2 separate regions of the Salmo salar genome follow, and region 2 is linked to region 1. A link is a contact called in public Hi-C data. All regions are on one chromosome and are shown on one strand. The core of a region is the stretch at or near the end of the contact, and the rest is flanking DNA. Distances in the headings are between cores, read along the strand shown.

Region 1 (7,810 bases), core at 4,395-6,894:
AGGCAGGCTGTTGGGCTCATTGACAAGGTGTTAATAACCAAGGATCCATTCTGGGATGCTGGCTAGAGTAAGGCATTGGCAGTGTAAAGGTCAGGTGTGAATGAGTAAGTAATATGACATGTCTAGTCGTAGAGTGACTGGACAGTTAGTAGCGCCCACAGTTGCTATCTGAAGTACTGTATTTAACCTTTTGACTTCGAAAAGGTGGTGAGATCCTGGCCAACGCACACAAGGACACATGGCTTGATTGCCGCAAATCTTCCCCATTTCTACTTACAGTAGATTATTATAAGCAAGTTATGAGAAAGTTGACGGACTACCTAGAGATGGATCATGTCTGATTAATCACAAAAGCTGGCTACGTCCATCATACTTGTGATAGCCTTGGTAAATGTATGTGTGAAATGCATATCCATATGATATTATTGAAGTGTCCTGCGTTTTTAACAAGCAGATTATATCATTTCAGGGTCCCATTATTTGCAGGGTAGGCTATGCCAATTCCAACAATGTTTTTGTACTCTATTGATACAATTTATTTGAACTAGCTGAAAATAGTATTATTTGGTTTGTGATATTTGTTCAGGTGTTTACGTGCTGATCGATTCATGCATGTGATGAGTGCGTTGACTCTCAATCTCTGACCATCTGTCCCTGTGTCAGACAGGCGGTCAGAAGCAGAACAAGACGAATCTGAAAACAAGAGATAAGCCTCAACTAGGGGACAGACCACTGAATGCTATCAAGACGATGCTTCTTAGCTACCTAATCGGATCTATCTCCTTGCTTTAACCAATCTAAACCTGATAGTCACTGACTCGCTCAATTCAACTCTGACGTTCAAACAGTAAACACAGAAGTCTCCCCACTCGACCTGTCCGGGAGAAGTTTTCTTTCCCTTCGTCTCTGTGTCATTCTCTCTCTTCTACACTCTGATTGAATGCAAAGACAAACATGCCAAGTTCTTCCGGGTCAGTACATCCTGAAGAAAACTGCATTTCTAAACAGCTTTTGCAGCAAATGGCTGTACGTGCTGGTTAGCAGGCACACAGTCTGTGTTATCGTCTGCTCTGCTCTCTGTCTCTAATAATAGCACCGACCTGTCTGGTCTATGCTCATACATCTGGCATCTCATCAATCTTGGCCAATGAGACATGCTCTCTGTCTGCCCAGTGCTCTACGGCCGTCTGTTAACATTGCCTGCGTGGCTATTTGTCTCCTCAGCATTCTTAAGTGAGGATCTCTGCTCTTTCTGAGAGAAGTGCGTCACATGCGACACTGGAAACATATGGACCAACAATCGACCAGACCCTGACCTACTATCAATCAATCAATCAATCAAATGTATTTATAAAGGCCTTCTTACATCAGCTGTACAAAGTTCTGTACAGAAACCCAGCCTAAAACCCCAAACAGCAAGCAATGTACGGCGGCTAGGAAAAACTCCCTAGAAAGGCTGGAACCTAGGAAGAAACCTATAGAGGAACCAGGCTATGAGGGGTGGCCTGGTTCTGGCTGTGCCGGGTGGAGATTATAACAGAACATAGCCAAGATGTTCAAATGTGCATAGATGACCAGATGACTGTTTGTGTCTGCTCTCAATTGCTTGATTGTTTGAACGGGTCACCCCTGTATAAATATACTTTGTAATAAGAGTCACACCACTTTTATAATTTGTGCACCCTGTTTAGTCACAAAATGTCATTAAGAATGTTGTACTTGAGCTTTAGACAATGGTATTTCACATACGGTGATCCCAGCTGGATAATACTGCTTAGACAACATAATAATCTCATACACAAAATCCAGATTGAAAAGTCAGGAGTCTTTCACCCTATAAACATTAGATTTTTTATTTCTGAAAGGAACACAGAAAACAGTAAACCATTTCTCACACACACAGAGACCTTTCCTTGCTGTAGAAAAAAACATGCTGGCGGTTAGACACCACGGCTTGTGTCGTAGCCCTTTACATTCGGCCCTATTTCCATTTCAGAAACAAAGTAGGTAACAGTGTTCACCGCTGTCTGGTAAACTCTGGATCCTCAGTCCCAAGCATAGCCCTCTAACACTGACCTATTTTCCATTCATTTCCCTTTTAAGCACTTCCCTTACTTACTCATACATTCCTTAAATTACATCCCCACTGCCCCCACTCTCATCCCCCTTTTTTTCCCATAGGAGACAATTCACATAGCATGGGTCCATGAAACACATTGAAGATAGAACAGCACATTCGTACAGTAGCAGCAAACAATTAGAAGAGCAGGTTAGGAAGAAACACATTAAATGTGTTTGCATGTGAAGGATTTTCACAAATACAATGGACGTAGGAAAAACGGTAAGTAAAAAAAGAAAGGTGCTCCATTTAGGCCTACACCTAATTGATAATATGCTGGGGTATCGTCATGCATATTTACCTGTATTGCTTTTCGTTTTTTCACCTGAAAGTCTTCAATCAAATGGTACCATGGCATTTTAGACAACTTCAATATGAAGTACTTTATGTCGTACCAAATTATTCCACTTTCAACTTCTTATTCTTTCACATTCTCACATTTTAAAGGCATACCATATTTCGGTCAGTGCAAAGTCGGGTGCTCTGGCAACAATGTCTGGCAACATTCGGGTGACTTACTTACATTATACTGATATTCTGGTGGTTTACCGTACATCTAACACCAAGGAATAGGTCCAGCTATTATAGGGCAAATAAAGCTAATTATGTTGATATAAACTCACCAAAACAACTCTCCATGTACAAAATGCTAAACCTAAATGCTAAAAATATGAATTAAAGTGCAGGCTCCCAAATTTGGAGTGGTCTTTCTGCTTTTGAAATCAGCTTTACTCACTGTGTATACAGGTGGTGAAGTAATGCCATTGTATTACAAACTGCTTAACGGACAATCAAAGTAACATTACAAAGGAAGGCATCTATGTTACGACAAATCATAATTGAACACATTTCCAAGGCTATAAAATGCTTTAGTTCACTGCAACAATTGAGTACACTATTATATCTGAGCCTCTAATGCCCTTTGCAATTTGTAATTCATTCCAGACAATTTAAATCATAATATTTGTGTGGCTATGATGGCATTTTACCACAATGCTTTATGTTGTGTACAGGTACACAATGATTATGGGGTTAACTCGGTGACAACAACAGGTGGTTACAGGATCAAATGGTTGTTTATAGATTTCTGTTTCTTCACATATACCCACAAACATGAAGAGACAGCACATTCTGAACCTTTCCACTGCAGTGACAAAAACAAACATGTCCATTCTAGGGCCCCACAATGACCGCAACGGTTGACGCTCCAATCATCTTAACGGTTCAGATTGTGGTTATATCTTCATTGTTAGGGGGGGGGGGCAGCACTCTCATATGAACACACAGTTAAATGTTCTGCTGTCACTCAAATGGAGTTGATGTTATGAGTGCATCTTGTGGATTTCTCATAAAGGCCCTGTTGTTGCTTCACCAGTATGGGGCCGTGGTCTCTATGCGTCCCTGGCTCTGCCATTCAGGGAAGAATCCACTGGACGTCCTCGGGCTCCCGAACTGGTCAAACTCCATCTCCGTCGTCTTGCCGTCTCTCTTGAACTCAACTGGTGCGGTGGTCCGGATGATGGGGTTGCTGGTCTGGTCAGCGTCTGTGTCGTTGTGGAGCAACTTGTAGTTCTTCTCGTCGTTGTTGTCCCAGTACGTCTGATCCTGGGTGGTGAAGCATATGCAGAACTCCACACGCTCCTGTGAGGGCACAGAACTTGGCAGGTCGACGGTGAAAGCGAAGGTGTCCGTGTCCAAACAACCGTACACATTGTTCAGGTACGTACATGCAATGTCCGTGTGTGTTTTCCATGAGTCAAACGTTATCCGGATGGAGACCAATTTCTCAAAGCTTACGTTCCTGACTTTCACAGTGCCAGTGAGTGACCGTTCCTGGAGTGTGCAGTTCTCCAGACACACTTGGTTCTTCTTAAGCCGGTTCCTGAAGTCAAGGTAATCTGCAGCAGGCTGAGGGAAGTCCAGAGTAAAACTTTTCTCTATGGAGACCTTCAGGCCGTTGGTGTCATTGGCCAGGTCAGACAGGTCAAATTGCAGGTCAGACAGTGGGTCCTCCTCAAACTCCTTGAACACGTGGATGGCCGTTAGTGACATGCCTTTTGAATCGGCAAAGACCACCCGCTTCTTCCCGTTGGCCTTGGGACTCTTCCATCCCAGGCTGGAGGCCTCTACCTCCTGTTTGGAGCTGATGCACGGCCTCAGTGGTTTGTAGCAGTTGGCCAGGTTTCGCGATCGGCAGTCCTCGTACGTGCTGAAGAAGCTGCGGAGGGGCGGAGAGCTTGCCAGGCAGATCCTCATGGCTACATCTACTGGCATGATAGGACCTGGCATCGGCCTGGTGTTCAACATGTGTAGGACCCTGTTGAAAAAGAAGACCGTACCAAGAGGACAACGAGGTTCTAGGTGAAACTGTTATATGTTCAGGTGAAACTGAAAATAGTCAAGCCCATGCAGGACGTGGTCAAAGAAAGTAATAGAAAGAAAGTAACTCATGTCAGAAGTCTGTGCACAGGCTATGCTGTGTAAGAGGTAACAATATTTTAGGCATACTCAAACCACACTTTCGTAGTAATATTGTATGCAGAAATGCTTTCGTTATTTTTGGGGATTGATGTAGTTCATTAATTGAAAGAGACCTGTCATCTAAATTAATCCAACACAGATGTGTAAAAGTATTCAATACATTTGTTACTGGAACAGTTTGAACATCTACATTGATAATAATACTCAAAATAGTTTATAGCAGGCTATAATAATCGTATGTAGGGAGCTATATTGCATACTTTTACAATTCAAATAGGCCTAATTCTTTTCCAGAAAATATTCAGCAATAGCTTACTAAAGTCCAGAAGATAAACAGCTATCCAACTTTCAAGTCCTTGCTCACACGATAATGGCTGTGCCACATAGACTATAGGTTTATAGTTTTCATGTAGATGATGGGGGTAGTAGGCTTGGGTATAAATAGGTGACCTTTTATCTAGTGGTATGCAACAATACTGGCCGGTCAATGAAAATGTAATAAAAAGTATCACAGGCAAAAGAAAACTGGTTAGTGAGTCAATCTATTCTATTTCATCTACAGATGTAATCTCACCTGGGATTGAAAAACGATTATATTTAAGAAACTTTTCGTTTTTATGAATTGCGCAGTTCAAAATTCATGCCCCATCCAATGACAGTAGTTCGTTCTATCGAAGCGCTTCATATCTGACGCACTGTGAGCTTACCTTGTGCAATTCATTGGAAAGCGTTGAAACAGCCCGAAACATTAAATGTTGCTGATGAATAAACGGACTTAACTTCATAAGAACAGAATTGTGTTATTTTTTTATTTTTCCATTCCAATGAAGGTTGAGGATCCCGAACGCTGCGTGGCACGCCCACTTCACCTCTGCAGTCCAGCTGTACTGACAATGGCTTAAGCGCTCTCCAGTCTCCATCTGTACATCCGGACGACTCGCATACTGCTTCAAATTAACCCCGGATGATAGCCAATGGAAAAGCCAAACGCCGAGCGCTCGAGCAATCAGCGACCAGCTCAGCGTTGCGCGTCTACCGTCCTACCCGAGGTGCTGAAATGTCTAGTCGGTTCAGGTTACGTTGCAGGATGGGGAATGGAGAATATTTCGATTTTTAGTCATAATAGACCTCTACTGGTTGTTTTTATGTTTAGCAACTAAATATGTGCATGTCAATAACACATAGTTTGTAGTCTATACATTATAGACATCTATAATACCATATCTCATATTTTGAAGATAGACCTGAGGCATTTCGGACCATTCCATTAGACTATTTGTGAAATTCCAGGTCTAACTAACTCTAGTTGGAAAATTAGGGGATCATAATCTAAATATAACCATGCCAAAGTGGGAGCCTGGGCTGGGAGACATTTCTTTGAGATCTCAGGCAGCTGTAGGCTTTGAAATACCTCCACCCTGACACAGCAAATCTATTTGAACTTGTCTGAGCAGAGTATCAGTTCATCATAGGGGTATGATCATCTGCTAGGTGCCATGCTAGCGAGGACAACTTCTGCACTGAAGCGTCCTGGGGAAACTGTTTATATTTGTCTCTGCTGGCTTTAGAGCAGTGCAGATTACTGTAGCTCTTCTTAGCTTGGACGTGACTGAGATTCTTCTAGTCTCTACGGGGAGATAAGGTGCTATACATGACTCTTACATCATTGCAGTAGGAATATTTAAAGAATTTCCGTTCCATAACTGACTTGAGTTACAACTGTGTAAATGGATGATCTACTTTCACAATATGATGTGTAATATCCCCGAATGTAAAAGCAAATACTAAAACAATCCAATCTAGATATGGCTTATAAAAACTTGGTAAAGGCAAAAAAGGTTTCTCACACAGTAGTCTGTCTAAAAACGTTTCTGATTGCAACCTATTTCCGCATAGCAACCATTTGGCTTGAAGCCAAGTACTGCGCTTCCCTGGTTCAGTGTAGTGTACTGTAGGTCTAGCGGTCACAGTCAGGAGTTCTTGCAAATTCGTTGGTTTTTGCATAACAGGAAGTTAAGTTTAATGACGGTCTGCATATCTGCAGAATGCATGCTCACTGTTATACAGTAACTTCCTGAGCAACTGAAAGACATACTAGTGACACACAGAGATAGTGTAAGTGAATCTCTAAATATAGTATCTAAGTAAGGATGAAATTGCAGCAGCAGCCTAAAATAGCCATAATAGTGTGCCTGTTGCTTTCTTTTTATCAGGACCCATTGAGGCTTAGTTTCACATGGTTCAATATCCTTTAAAAGTGCACACCTCACCTGCGTTTTCTTCCACCATACTGTCATTGGAATTTGAAATGAGTCAGCATTATTAATACTTTTCCTGAGGCAAAACAATACTGTGTGGGAACGCCTTCAGATCCAAATCTTTATAGTTCCTTATACTTGAGGCACTGGCCCAAGAAAACACTGCAAACTTCTGTTATAGTTATGCTATTATTATTTCTATTTGTAACAAAATCTTTTCTATTCTTGTGTTGGATATTTCCTCTAGCATTTGGATGTGGTTTGAATGATTGACCAAGATGCGTAGTTCAAACTTTATTCAGGTCAAAATGCTTTCCTGGCTGATATCCCTGCAAGTGGTAGAGTACCCATATCACAACAATGAATTGTTATGAATTCTGGATCGGTAAAGTCAGATGGTAGGCCTACCTGAAGGATTCACTCTACAGTGTTTAATCTGGCAGTCTGTCTAACAACCCAACTGAGTAGAAAAATACATTGTTTCAGACTTGAAATGACATAAATGATTCTTAGGGAGTAGGGACATATTTTTGAAATGCAGCCAAAATGCATACTCGTCCCTTTAAAAATATCATGATGTAATCCATACTGTATTGGGCCAACAAAATGATGATTGGTCCTTTGTAAACATGTACCACAACTTTTGATAAGTATAGTCTACTGAGCTATTTGTTGGTATCTTTTTGAATGTGGCTTATTTGGTTCATATACAGTATCAACCAATAAACTGATGATTCACACTACCATATGAAATGACATCATAGAACATGGAGTCATTCCCACATTCAGATCTTCCCACATTGAAGTACTCTCCTAACAGCCTATAGGGGGTGCTGATATGAATAGAGGGCCAGAAACAGGGGCCCGGCAGCTACTGAGAAGTATTTTTAGCACGCAGGTTCAGATGCTTTTGCCTTGTCCTCACCAGACTGTAGTTACATAGGTCATTGGA
Region 2 (7,640 bases), core at 1,303-3,802, 62 kb before region 1:
TTGTCTTACAATGCCATTACAGTAATTCAGTAAAGGAAATTCAGTCATTAGATATCAATAATAAAATGAAGTCAGATTTTCCTCCATGAAACGTTCTATGAACATAGTGTACTGTGCTGCATAGGGCAGACGTTCCCACCGTGGCAACTTTCAAATGGCAATTTGTTTTCCTCTTAGGTTTTTTTCTATTAGTCCTTCACAGATTTAAAGGAGACATATACTTCATAAAGACTGGTTGCAATCTACAGTACCAGTCAAAAGTTTGGACAAACCTACTCATTCAAGGGTTTTTCTTTATTTGTACTATTTTTTACATTGTAGAATAATAGTGACGACATCAAAACTATGAAATAACACATATGGAATCATGTAGTAACCAAAGAAGTGTTAAACAAATCAAAATAGATTTTAGATTCTTCAAAATAGCCACCCGTTGCCTTGAAGACAGCTTTGCACACTCATGGCATTTTTTCAACCAGCTTCATCTGGAATGCTTTTCCAACAGTCTTGAAGGAGTTCCCACATATGCTGACATCTTGTTGGCTGCTTTTCCTTCACTCTGCGGTCAAACTCATTCCAAACGATCTCAATTGGATTGAGGTCGGGTGATTGTGGGGGCCAGGTCATCTGATGCAGCACTCCATCACTGTCCTTCTTGGTCAAATAGCCCTTACACAGCCTGGAGGTGTATTGTGTAATTGTCCTGTTGAAAAACAAATTATAGTCCCACTAAGCACAAACCAGATGGGATGGCGTATTGCTGCAGAATGCTGTGGTAGTCATGTTGGTTAAGTGTGCCTTGTATTCTAAATAAATCACAGACAGTGTCACCAGCAAAGCACCCCCACACCATAACACCTCCTATTCCATTCCTCAGAGTGGGAAACACCTACTCTGCGTCTCATTTGGTCTCAGATTTCTACCGACCTAATGTCTATTGCTTGTGTTTCTTGGCCCAAGCAAGTCTCTTCTTTTTATTGCAGTCCTTTAGTAGTGGTTTATTTGCAACAATTCGACCATGAAGACCTGATTCACGCAGTCCCCTTTGAACAGTTGATGTTGAGATGTGTCTGTTACGTGAACTCTGTGAAGCATTTATTTGGGCTGCAATTTCTGAGGCTGATAACTAATGAACTTATCCTCTGCAGCAGAGATAACTCTGGGTCTTCCTTTCCTGTGGTGTACCTCATGCGAGCCAGTTTCATCATAGCACTTGATGGTTTTTGCGACTGCACTTGAAGAAACGTTCAAAGCTCTTGAAATGTTCCGGATTGACTGACCTTCATGTCTTAAAGTAGATGGACTGTCATTTCTCTTTGCTTATTTGAGCTGTTCTTGCCATAATATGGACTTGGTCTTTTACCAAATAGGGCTATCTTCTGTATACCAACCCTACCTTGTCACAACACAACTGATTGGCTCCAAAAAAATCCACAAATTAACTTTTAACAATACTTTTTTTGGTTACTACATGATTCCATATGTGTTATTTCATAGTTTTGATGTCTTCAATATTATTCTACAATGTAGAAAATAGTAAAAATAAAGAAAACCCTGGAATGAGTAGGTTTGTCCAAACTTTTGACTGGTGCTGTATATAAAAAGCATTGCTTATAGATTTAGTCTTGTGTTTCAGGATCTTGCTCATGGGCTGGCAGAACTTCTCAGCTATGAAGGCAACGTGGAGGAGGACTTCTGCACAACCTTTCAGGTTGGGAAAACACATTCATTCTTGTTCACAATAACACCTGTGAAACATAATGTCTTTGACTTCACAATAATCAATACTGTTACAGCACAAGGGAAGCACTCCACTAATGTGATGATCATTTTAGGTGTCGCAGGAAGAACTAGGTGTGATCAAGTCCTACAATCTGAAACCAGGAGGAGATAAGATTCCTGTTACCAACCAGAACAGGAAGGGTAAGTGAGGAGTAGACAGACTGCCAAACACCAGAGGAAAGACAACTGTCCTGCAGTAGCATGTGATATCTAACAGTGCCTTTCAGACTATGTGGCATTTGTTTGTTCTCTCATAGTTGAATGATTGTTTGATTATTCTTGTCTTTGCAGAGTATGTCCAGCTGTACGTAGATTTCCTGCTGAATAAGTCCATTTACAGGCAGTTTGCTGCCTTCTTCTATGGCTTCCACAGTGTGTGTGCCTCCGACGCTTTGTTGGTAAGAATATCAAGACTTTTACTATCAAAGGGAATAAATTAATTCTAATTGGTGTGACCAACTGTAGAAAAACGTTATGAATTCCAACTGTCATTATAGGTTTTTGGATAAAGTATATCACTATCACAGAGAATTCAGAGGACATCATTTCAGTGCCAGCTGGTCCTGTTTGAAGTGTCAGAAGTCAATAGTTTAGTCAACTCCTATAGAACGCTTTCTGATTAGGCAGCATCGTGATCATGAGGCCCGGAGAGGCAACGAGGAGTGCAGGATTGGAAGCTCAACTGTGAGTGCGTGCATGTGTGTGAGTGAGTCTACTGTTCCTCGCTGCCTGTTCACAGAGGCTCCCCACCCCCTCTCTTGGCACAGGCCTCCTAACGGGGGTGTTTGTGTGTGTGTGTGTGCTCTGTCTCCACTTAGTGACCAGGGCTCATTGGGCCAAAAGGGGGAGGCTCGTATGAGTGGCCTATTTAAAGAGTACGTAGGGAACCACAGTGGCAGGGTTGACGTCCACCATGAATATCAATCAGACAGACCACAAATCTGCTGTATTCATGCAGAACCAGCCCAGCTTTAGGGTTAGATTTGCATGGTTTAACATGAGAGGATCTGGATCACTCTGGTCGTTGTCAGTTGGTTTCCCAATAGTTATTTAACTGTTGCTAGGCTCTGTGAGCCCTGTGAGTATCCTCACTGATCTGCTGACAGAAACCTATCAGCGTACTGTGTAACTAACAAGGAGTGAAATACAGGTAACTGCCAAAATAAAGGAAACACCACCATAAGGTGTCTTAATAGGGCATTGGGCCACCACGAGCCAGAAAAGCTTCACTGCACCTTGGAATAGATTAGTACAAAAAAAATAAAATAATAATAAATGTATGAAATGTATGCATTCACTACTGTAAGTCGCTCTGGATAAGAGCGTCTGCTAAATGACTAAAATGTAAAAATGTAAAATGTAATTCTACAAGGGTTTGGAACTCTATTGGAAGGATGAGACACCATTCTTCCATGAGAAATTCCATCATTTGGTTTTTTGTTGATGGTGGTGGAAAACGCTGTCTCAGGTGCCCCTCCAGAATCTTCCATAAGTGTTCAATTGGGATGAGATCTGGTGACTGAGACGGGCATGACATATGGCTTACATCGGCCATGGCATATGGCTCAGCAAAAAAATAAACATCCCTTTTTCAGGACCCTGTCTTTCAAAAATAATTCGTAAAAATCCAAATAACTTCACAGATCTTCATTGTAAAGGGTTAAAACACTGTTTCCCATGCTGCTTGTTCAATGAACCATAAACAATTAATGAACATGCACCCTTGGAACGGTCGTTAAGACACTAACAGTTTACAGACAGTAGGCAATTAAGGTCACAGTTATGAAAACTTAGGACGCTAAAGAGGCCTTTCTACTGACTCTGAAAAACACCTAAATAAAAATGCCGAGGGTCCCTGCTCATCTGCTTGAACGTGCCTTAGGCATGCTGCAAGGAGGCATGAGGACTGCAGATGTGGCCAGGGAAATAAATTGCAATGTCCGTACTGTGAGACGCCCAAGACAGCGCTATAGGGAGACATGACGGACAGCTGATCGTCCTCGCAGTGGCAGACCACGTGTAACAACAACAGGATCGGTACGTCCGAACATCACACCTGCGGGACAGGTATAGGATGGCAACAACAACTGCCCGAGTTACACCAGGAAGGCACAATCCCTCCATCAGTGCTCAGGCAGTCCGCAATAGGCTGAGAGAAGTTGGACTGAGGGCTTGTAGGCCTGTTGTAAGGCAGGTCCTCACCAGAAATCACCAGCAACAACGTCGATCTGTGGGCACAAACCCACCATCGCTAGACTGGCAAAAAGTGCTCTTCACTGACGAGTCGCGGTTTTGTCTCACCAGGGGTGATTCGTGGTCGGATTCGTGTTTATCGTCGAAGGAATGAGCGTTACACCGAGGCCTGTACTCTGGAGCGGGATCGATTTGGAGGTGGAGGGTCCGTCATGGTCTGGGGCGGTGTGTCACAGCATCATCGGACTGAGCTTGTTGTCATTGCAGGCAATCTCAATGCTGTGCGTTACAGGGAAGACATCTTCCCTCATGCCGTACCCTTCCTGCAGGCTCATCTTGTCATGACCCTCCAGCATGACAATGCCACCAGCCATACTGCTCATTCTGTGTGTGATTTCCTGCAAGACAAGAATGTCAGTGTTCTGCCATGGCCAGCGAAGAGCCCGGATCTCAATCTCATTGAGCACGTCTGGGACCTGTTGGATCGTAGGGTGAGGACTAGGGCCATTTCCCCCATAAATGTCCGGAAACTTTGCATGTGCCTTGGTGGAAGAGTGGGGTAAAATCTCACAGCAAGAACTGGCAAATCTGGTGCAGTCCATGAGGAGGAGATGCACTGCAGTACTTAATGCAGCTGGTGGCCACACCAGTTACTGACTGTTATTTTTGATTTTAACCCCCGCTTTGTTCAGGGACACATTATTCAATTTCTGTTAGTCACATGTCTGTGGAACTTGTTCAGTTTATGCCTCAGTTGTTGAATCTTGTTATGTTCATACAAATATTTACAAATGTTAAGTTTGCTGAAAATAAATGAGAGGACGTCTCTTTTTTTGCCTGGTTTATATGGGTTTTTTTACCCCTTTTTCTCCCCAATTTTGTGGTATCCAATTAGTAGTTACACTCTTGTCTCATCGCTGAAAATCCCGTACGGACTCGGGAGAGGCGATGGTCGAGAGCCATGCGTCCTCCGAAACACGACCCAACCAAACTGCACTGCTTTTGTTTCACTCATTTACTGAAGTGTTTCCATTATTTTGGCAGTTACCTGTACTACCTCAACCATCCTTAATAGGCAAACCATGGTCCATATCTGGACCCAGAACAGCGTCAATATGGAACGAAGGTGACATATGCACAATTAAGACATGCAAAAATGTTAAGAATTGCAGGAAATAAGTTTTAAAACAAACATTTTCTTTCCACCCTATGGTAAAATGTGTAGAATTGCAGAAAATTTGCTTTAAAACTGCAACATTTCTCTCCACCAACAAGAGGTGTGTGTTTGTCGTGGACAGTGCCTGAGTTGGGGTAGGGGTTTATTAATACACTGATAAATGGCAATGTACATCTGGACCTTTGCCGCCTAGGAAATGTGTGTGAACTGACCCTTTCCAATAGTATTTGAGAACCCCTGGACAACACCAAGTAATCAATCAATTAAAGTTGACAAGATTGAAATAGACTGGGGTACTGCAATTAACTGTGTGTAGTGAACTGTCAGATAAGCTGACAGCAGTGAGCTCAGGGATCTGTCTGGGCAAGGATTCTGCTGTACCAGCAAAAACAAATATTTGACTGTTCAATTATCTGTTTGGTGTACGTGTCAGTGAATGCCAGAGTTGGTATTTACTGTACGCCACAACCTAACCGACCCCACCACAAACCACAGTCAAACATTAATTAGCCTAACTGCTTTTCCCTTTGCAGCAAATGTAGCATGCTGATTCATCCTTTTTGGATACTGTAGATAGAAAAGAAACACAAAAATAGAAATGTAGTATGCATGTACCAGCAATATCATTTTCAACAGGATCAACCCCTACAAAAATATCCATAAATTATAATCCGTATAATAATTCACATTTCCTGTTGCTACTGGATTATTTCCCTGCTGCAGCAAACTGGGTCAAATTAATATCCTACATTTGTATTAGTCCACTCAGTTCTTGCAAATCAGGAGATTTTCCCTCTTTGCTTTCCAAGGCAGTGCATGCGCCTATAAGCAGGCTCGTACTATACATGTATGTTCATGCTGGTCAATGATAGTGTGACAGTGGGATAGAAGCATGTAATGTACATGTAGGAAAAGTCAGCTATAGCCCCCCCACATAGCCCCACGCCAGCAAAAGCAATCGTCTTTCAAACCAGCTCATTGTGACAGTTGCGCAACAGTTGTCTACGCTCTCATTGGTTATGCAACTCTGCTTTGACAGTTATAACTCACCAGCTGCCTGGTGGGGTGAGGGAAGAGGGGGTGTGGCAGACAAGGTTTGAACCGTCCCAGATTCTTCAGTAACTCTATATCCCAGCTGGAACTTGCCATTGGCTTGTCTTGCTTTAACTAGTCAATGGGTTGTATTTCTGTTTGCACTCCGTGGACACGGTGAAACTCTGATGCTGTGAGGTGGTTGTGTAGACCGTGCACTGCCTGACACAGACGTCTGGGTGTGTTTTGATAAGGTGGAGTCACAGATATGAAGAGTGCATGGGAGTGAATGTGGTCAAGGACCGAGTGATACAGAGAAAATATGCAACTATGTCAAATAGGGTTTGCAAAATGAGGCCAAATGTATCAAGTTAGCAACAGATTGGATACTGTATCTGATAAATACAGTTTAGGCAGTGTGTGACACAATGATCCATACATATGGCACGCTGATCATGCACCCCATTCCCTTACTATGACACTGTACCATAGTCATTGATGGTTCTGTTTAAGTGCACATTTTGTGCAGCACTAGTGCAATGAACAGGGATTCATGATTCAGACTACCATGATCGTAACTAATTGTCTTGTGTCATGCAGTAGGTTAGTTTTAATGGGCAACTCCACTTCCTGATTTTTTTGGGTTCATTAAGAAATGCTAGCGATTAGCTTCAGCCGGCTGGTGTGTGACTGTGGCAAAGTCGGTTTGACTTTGGATAACCTAGCTCTGGGGCTAGTTAGGGTCCGTCAACACAATGTAAATGAGACAATATTTTCATGTTGCACACCTTTTAGTTTTCTCATGAAATGCTTTCAATATTTGTATTTGAATTTCTACAATGTATAATTGGTTTGAGGTTTTTAAGTCATTGAAATTTGGAGCTATTGGAATTTTTACGTATTGTCCAATGTTAATTGTGTAATTTTACAGATAGTCGCAAACCAGCCCTACCGGGATATCCAAAGTCAACCCAAATTTACCACAAGCATTACAATCGGGTTGCGTGCAGCTGTAGTCCGAATTGGTGATTACTTGTGTGCTGCCAGCTGTGGTTATGTGGGTAGGATTGAAACAAACTCAAATTTACGCTAGGATGCAGTAATGAATACAAGTGTTACAAAACTCAGTTTTTGATTAGAGTGACTGACCAAAATGATCCTACTTCCACTTTGTAGTCAATTTTGACAGTAGAATAAATATTTCTGACACATATTGTTGCCACGTAGGCTGTTTTCTAAATGAGAAGTTGCTCTTTAATGGACAAAATTCCATCCCATTGGGCACATACTAGTTGAATCAACGTTGTTTCCACGTCATTTCAATTAAATTATGTTGAACCAATGTGAAATAGACATTGAATTGATGTCTGTGCCTAGTAGGATGGTAGTGATTAGTGATTGGTTGGCTTGTGAAATCCTGTAGTTTCACTGGAATCCCAGGTGTCCTGTATTTTCA

Evidence for each region. Hi-C and Micro-C count contacts between places; a contact is called where the count stands out from the background.
Region 2: a Hi-C map of muscle shows a contact between it and region 1, with 5 times the contacts expected there. The contact joins the enhancer-like site here to the promoter of LOC106589379 in region 1. A contact is called at or near these places in 2 of 3 Hi-C or Micro-C datasets (gill and muscle).

What each region holds. Positions count from the first base shown.
Region 1 is chrssa28:6,650,190-6,657,999 of Ssal_v3.1, reverse strand. It overlaps LOC106589379 (protein phosphatase 1 regulatory subunit 3C-B), which reads right to left and starts at 5,644. Exons shown (of 2, transcript XM_014179269.2): 1 at 5,308-5,644; 2 at 1,833-4,436. The coding sequence starts at 5,321. The coding sequence ends at 3,488.
Region 2 is chrssa28:6,708,858-6,716,497 of Ssal_v3.1, reverse strand. It overlaps a transcript of hecd2 not described here. Among protein-coding and RNA genes, the nearest start is that of hecd2, 33 kb to the left of the region's middle. Within about 2 kb of position 2,552, at least 3 of the 13 cell types and tissues checked have an H3K27ac peak or open chromatin away from gene starts, as enhancers often do. A contact at or near this core is called in muscle, where this site is marked.